2 separate regions of the Zea mays genome follow, and region 1 is linked to region 2. A link is a contact called in public Hi-C data. All regions are on one chromosome and are shown on one strand. The core of a region is the stretch at or near the end of the contact, and the rest is flanking DNA. Distances in the headings are between cores, read along the strand shown. Region 1 holds the start of LOC100274018 (Ribosomal protein L25/Gln-tRNA synthetase anti-codon-binding domain). Region 2 holds the start of LOC100285714.

The links. A called contact is a pair of places that touch in the nucleus more often than the background predicts.
Region 1: a Hi-C map of ear shows a contact between it and region 2, with 2.1 times the contacts expected there. The contact joins the promoter of LOC100274018 here to the promoter of LOC100285714 in region 2. A contact is called at or near these places in 2 of 25 Hi-C or Micro-C datasets (ear and leaf).

Annotation. Positions count from the first base shown.
Region 1 is chr8:144,504,794-144,508,093 of Zm-B73-REFERENCE-NAM-5.0, forward strand. LOC100274018 (Ribosomal protein L25/Gln-tRNA synthetase anti-codon-binding domain) reads right to left here and starts at 1,494. Exons shown (of 3, transcript NM_001148403.1): 1 at 1,044-1,494. The coding sequence starts at 1,484.
Region 2 is chr8:144,222,523-144,225,932 of Zm-B73-REFERENCE-NAM-5.0, forward strand. It overlaps LOC100285714, which reads left to right and starts at 1,816. Exons shown (of 2, transcript NM_001158605.2): 1 at 1,816-2,346; 2 at 2,794-2,974. The coding sequence starts at 1,904. The coding sequence ends at 2,908.

The DNA.
Region 1 (3,300 bases), core at 244-2,743, 280 kb after region 2:
AGACAGTTCTAGTACGAGTGCAAACAGTGAGCTCACTTAAAGTAACTGTCCTAGTTTATTGGTAAATTTCATGTTTTCCACAACTAGATCAAAGTTCAACCAAAAAAACACAACCACAGGAACAACATTCAACCAAGGGGTGTCGTCATCTTGTTCAATAAACTAAGGCCCCATTTGGTTTGAGGGACTAAAGATTAGTCCCTCCATTTTAGTCTCATTTAGTCCCTAAATTGCCAAACGGTGGAACTAAAACAGGGACTAAACTGTTTGTCTCTAGTCTCTCAAGGAGTGACTAAAAGGGACTAAACCATATAAATTCCACTTTTCACCCCTCCTTTATTTCAGTTGCACTAATGGCAGGAGAATGCTAAGGGTATTTTGGTCCTCTTACGATTCATTTAATACGTTTTGAATATTTTTAGTCCCTGGACTAAAGAAACCAAACGGGCCCTAATGTAACAGAACTTTTGCTCAGATACCTCTGAACCAGCATAACAACTGATGGTCAGCGAACTACTTAGGGCATGTTTGGTTCCATGAGACTAAACTTTAGTCCCTCTTTTTTAGTCTCAAAATTACCAAAGATAGGACTAAAAAGAGGAGAGGAAATCAGATTGATTTCCTTTTAGTCCCCATATTTAGGGACTAAAATAGACTATAAGGGACTAAAGTTTAGTCCTATGGAACCAAACATATAGTCCTAGACCGCTTTGCCATTCGAATTTTATTTGTTTACTGCTGTAAAGCCACCACTAAATCTTCTTGATTTCCATATTTCTCAACAAGCAAACACCGTCTTCATAACTTTCACCAAGAAATGGAGCAACTATACAACCGTAACAGAAATATTTTTTCCATCCAAAACACCTATCTCCACTAACCACACTCTTACACAATAATGCCTGTGCGTCCCTCAGTTGAGTTGTGCAAGCTTTAAAAAATTGCAGTAACCCCTATGCCATCATCGCAGACAAATAGACATTAGCAATTACTATAAATCTGTTGTGGAAAAAACAATTAAATCCAACAGAAAAGTCACACACCTTTCTGGGTAGGACGCGGACGCTTTCGATGAGTTCGCCCTGCCCGGCATGTTCTGACCAGACCTGGAGACTGAACAGCCTGGAGAGGAAGAAGGACCGGCCGAGGTGGTCGACGAGCTTGCGGATCTGATTGGCCCGAACGGAGATGAGGCGCTTGTTGCCGCCCTCCTGTCCGTTCTCCTGCTCGAACACGATGGCGGGGACCCGCCCGGCCTTGCGCTCCTTGGCGGCTACGTGGCGCCCCGAAGAGGCGCGCGGGACGGCGAGGATCACCTCATTGTGCTTAGCGTCTGGCCGCGGGTGGCCCGGGAGGTAGTCGTACGGCGGGGAGAGCGGGTCGGTGGCTTGGTCGGGGGACACAAAGGCCTCGACGGTGGCGGCGGAGAAGTGGCGGCGGAGGAGGGGGAGGGTGAGGGTTTGGAGCGGTCGCCGGATGAGCATAGTTGAGCGGCGTAGGGTTTTGGCGAGGTTGCTTGCCTGCTGGGGAGTGGCTAGGTCTGGGTGACTCGGCCTGTTCTTGGGGAGTGGAGAGATGTGGGGGTTTTGACTGTGGGCTTTGGCGTTGGGCTCAGTGAGACCCATGATTATATATCTCTATCCCATAACCTTTTTATTTTTATAAAGGAAAATGATTAGGATTTTAATTTTATATCCCGTCTTCGTAAATCTATAGCTATAGGTGTGGCAGGGACCTATATAGAATTTTTTGTTGTTTTACACTCCGTAACTTCTTAGGCCTACTTTGGATATACTTAATAATAAATGAGATTGGAGTGGATTAAAATGTATTGAGAGAGTATTTGATCTATTAGGGATTTGCACCCTCTCCAATCCCTTCGAAACACTCCAATCCCAAAGTATCCAAACTAGGCTTTAGGCTTTGTTTGGTTACTCTAACATTAACCTCAATCCACGTGTATCGAGGTGGATTAGGGTATAAACTAGTTTAAGTTACACCTCAATCCACCTCAATACATGTGGATTGAGCTCAATACTAAAGTATCCAAACTAGGCTTAGGGTCAGGCTAAACCTTTGCTTTTTTATTCGGTTTAGTCTAAATGTTTTACTTTTGTTTGAGTATCCATCAAATTTGTTTAGATATTCAGTATTTTTTTAGTTCTAGTTTAAGCTTAGATCAGGAAATTACAAAACTCTATGTATTAAATGTTTGTTATGCATAATTAGGTGGAGAAGGGTTTTTAAATACAAAATGGCTAGAAAGTCCACTCCACCAATTACCTGGACCACGAGAAGGGTTTTATACAGTCTTGGGTAAATCGTTGGATGTTGTTAGGGGCAAAATATGATCATCTTAAGGAAAAGTGTATCCTAAAAGCGGTCTCAAAGTTGAATGCAACGATTCTATGCAGTTGAAAGAGAAATGGGCAACTAAATCATGTCTCTATTGTTTTGGTGATTAATATCCAACACAACAATTGGACTAACTAGTTTGCTAAGTCTATGAGTGTAGGAGTTAAAGTTCAACACATTATGCAAATTGAAGGAGTTAAAGTCAAAATAGCTCAAACAGAGGCTAGAAAGGGCAACATTTTGGATAAGGTGAAAACTGATAGGTTTGAACACTTGGATATTGTCGGAGAGGAAATTCTCCGGCCGGGTGGCGGAACGCACCCGCCCTAAATCCTAAGATGAGAAAGGGGCCTAAGCGTTTTGCCTGCTAGGTGGATTCGGGATGAACACAAGAACGCACAAAGGTTTAGAGTGGTTCAGGCCACCGGAGCGTAATACCCTTGAGAGCACCTAGAGGGGGGTGAATAGGTGATCCTGTAAAATTCAACACTAATAGCCACAAAACTTAGTTATGAAAGTTAGAACGGCTAAGTAGCTTGAAGCGAGTTCTTGTGAACACAGATAATCAAAGAGAAAGCACACAAGAGACACGCGATTTTATCCCGTGGTTCGGCCAAGTAACACTTGCCTACTTCCACGTTGTGGCGTCCCAATGGACGAGGGTTGCACTCAACCCCTTTCAAGTGATCCGATGATCAACTTGAATACCACAGTTTTTCCTTTCTTAGTATTTCTCCCGTTTGCGAGGAATCTCCACAACTTGGAGCCTCTCGCCCTTACAATGATGATCACAAAAGAAGCACAGAAGTAAGGGAGGGGAGAGCAACACACACAAGACTCAAATCACAGCACAATCACGCACACAAGTCACAACTTGAGCTCAAAACACAACACACGGAGTTCACAACTCAAATGGAGCTCAAGTCACTATCACAAAGAATCGAA
Region 2 (3,410 bases), core at 566-3,065:
TTGAGCTTCTTGCTCCTCGTCCTAGCTTGGGGTTGTGCCTAAGTGGAGGATGGTTGATCTTGCTTTTGTGGTCGCCCATCTCCAATGGACATGTTTCTTAGTGTAGTGCACGAAGCCTCCTCGTCATCTATCTCATCAAGATCAACTTGCTCCCATTGAGAGCCATTAGTTTCATCAAACACAACGTCACAAGCAATCTCAACACATCCAGATGATTTGTTGAAGACTCTATATACCTTTGTGTTTGAATCATAACCGAGTAAAAACCTTCTACAACTTCAGGAGGAAATTTAGAATTTATACCTTTTTACCAAAATATAACATTTGCTCTCAAAGACTCTAAAATATGATAAATTAGGTTTGTTACCGGTAAGAAGTTCATATGGTGTCTTCTTGAGGAGTCGAAGAAGATAGAACCTGTTGATGGCATGACAAGCTGTGTTGATAGCTTCCGCCCAAACTGATCTGATGTCTTGTACTCTTTAAGCATGGTCCTCGCCATATCGATTAGAGTTCTATTCTTCCTTTCCATTACACCATTCTGTTGTGATGTATAAGGAGAAGAAAACTCATGCTTGATTCTCTCCTCCTTAAGAATCCTTGTATTTGAGTGTTCTTGAACTCCGTTCCGTTGTCGCTCCTTATCTTCTTGATTTTCAAGTTGGACTCATTTTGAGCTCTTCTCAGTAACCTCAAGAATATATTTAATGTCGCCTCTTATCTTCTTGTATTTATATATAGTCTAACTGAAAATAAAGAGGGATGTTTTTTAACCTACAATTGCTTAAATTAGTTCGCGGATGCCAAATTCAAGACCTAAAAGAATAATAAGGGCTTGTTTGGAAGCACCACAATTTCTAAGAAACTAGTTTCTATTCCTAGTATCTCTAGTTTATTTATATAAAAAACTGAGTGTGCATGTTTAGGATCTAGTTTCTTAGAAAACAACTTCTAGCTTTTCGAAACACAAATACAAGTTTATTCTTACTTTATTTTAAAATTAATCGATTCAATTATTTCCTTCATTTTTGTTGCTAACTTTAAATATAGCTTGAACTCATATTTTTTAATTTAAAATTTTCAAATCATAATTAAACATTCAAATCATGCGTAAGGGAATCACGGCCTATGTCCTGGGAGCAATGGGAATCAACGTAATATTCATCAAACCAACTAAAGGTAGTACATAATTTGTCTAGCAAAAACTGATTTTTAGCTAGGGAAAATCAGCTTCTAGATTTCTAAATTATTGGTTTCCTAGAAACTGGAAATTCAGTTTCTAAAAACTTAAGTATAAAATGGTATGTTTGGATTCATCTCATTTTTTATAAACCAATTTTTTTTAAAAAAAAACTCGGTGCTCCGGGTCTGCTTGGTGAGATTATAATCTGACCAGATTATATAATCTAACAAATTTTGAACTAACTATATAATCTGGACAGATTATAATCCCAAACAAACACCCTCTAAGTCTTCTATAAGCACTAGGTTCCTACTATCTTAGCATCCAAAACCTGCTAAGACAAAGTGTGACATACCAATACCAGCTGAATAATCGTATAGGAAAACTCAATTTTACAAGCTATCGTTGCTTTGATGTAGTAGTAACTAGTAACCGTAAAAGAAAAGCGGTACTACAAGCAGCCCATGCGACAGGGACAATCCCATCAGAATGTCTGATTGTGCTGCGCCCATGTTGAGTCCCTGCAAACCTCACAAACTGACCGTTAGGAGACAGCAAGTTCCTGGCCCCACAATCCTATCCACAACCACAACGAGAGCGTAGGGGTGTGTGTGTGTGTCCAAACCTTCTCCACGCGTTCCTTCCTTCCCTCCCTCCCTCCCTCCCCTCCCAAGAAACACAAGAGCCAGGCAGCGCTTGCGAGGCTCAAGCGCCGCAGCAATGTCTCTGGCCCCGTCCATCCCTTCCATCAAGGTGAAGGTGGGGCCCGTCTCGGTGGCGCCCCCGCACCGCGCATGCCGATCCTTCGCGGTGGTCAGGAGCTCCAAGGCGGAGGGCCCCATCCGGAGACCCGCGGCGCCCCCGCTGTCGCCACCGCCAAAGACGCCGGCTTTGTCCACTCCTCCCACCCTGTCGCAGCCTCCCAAGCCCGCTGCTCCACCCACGTCGTCGGAGTCGACACCACCGTCTCCTCAGCCGAAGGCGGCTGTGGCCACAGCCCCCGCGGCAGCGCTGCAGAGGCCGCTGGCTGGGGCTGTGACGCTGGAGTACCAGAGGAAGGTGGCCAAGGACCTGCAAGACTACTTCAAGAAGAAGAAGCTGGACGAGGCCGACCAGGGCCCATTCTTTGGGTTCGTGCCCAAGAATGAGATTTCCAACGGAAGGTACGTTCGCGGTTTGGCCCCCTGCAAGATGCATCGAAATCATGAACTACAAAGCCTTTTCAAGTAGTCCAGTATGGTTTGTGATGAGATTTTTCGTAGTACTTTCTACTATTTGAAGGTTTTTTATCTAGCCTGAGCATTTCAGACAGCATGGTCCTTAATAGCAATCAATCGATGAGTCGATCAAACATTGGGCTTGAGATTGATTAATCAGTTGGAAATGACATTTTTCCAAGTCATCTGGAACAAGACCTTGTGATGTTACCACAGACTATTATGCTCCCCTTCACGCTACTCAATCTACTCGTTCTAACTAAATATGGGTCCACAATAGGCATGCTGAAAAAAATACACGATGGGTAGATGCAAAGATTCACCACGTTCTTGAGTAGGTTAAGGAAGCTCATCTCTATGCGCTAATTCATCAGCTTTCTACAAACCTTGCAGGTGGGCCATGTTTGGGTTTGCAGTAGGGATGCTAACAGAGTACGCAACAGGCTCTGATTTTGTTCAGCAATTGAAGATCCTTCTTTCCAATTTCGGAATTGTGGACTTGGATTAATAATGCCGGGCTTGGTGTTTTCGTTATGCATAAGTCTTTTAAATGTAATGTACTTAATTGATATGGCATATAGAAAATTTTATCTTGCACCTTGTTTAGCTTGGTTTCGTTTGTGCTGCCCTGTTTGGATACACATGAATACCAATTTCCAGTTTCCTTCCGTTAGGTACCTTGATTTACACGGGAGAAGGACAACACTGTAGGATTGACCGAGTTGCAGTGTGGGCAAAAAGGATTATCTTTAATCAAGTTGCCAAATGCCAATAATAGTATATGCTTCTAGATAAATAACAACGGATTTAGATTGGTATTGCTATATTATGATGTGAATATGTCATTGTTCTATCCTGGTTCATCAATCTAGCATTGAGCAACAGGATCATAAGACAAAAGGAGATACTTAATTTGAAAGCACTTAAAAAGATGCAGTTTCAAAAGGTAACACCCTGCATGCGGAAGTTATGCATGATGGCGTTAACCAAGCTCTGCAATTGCTTTTTCC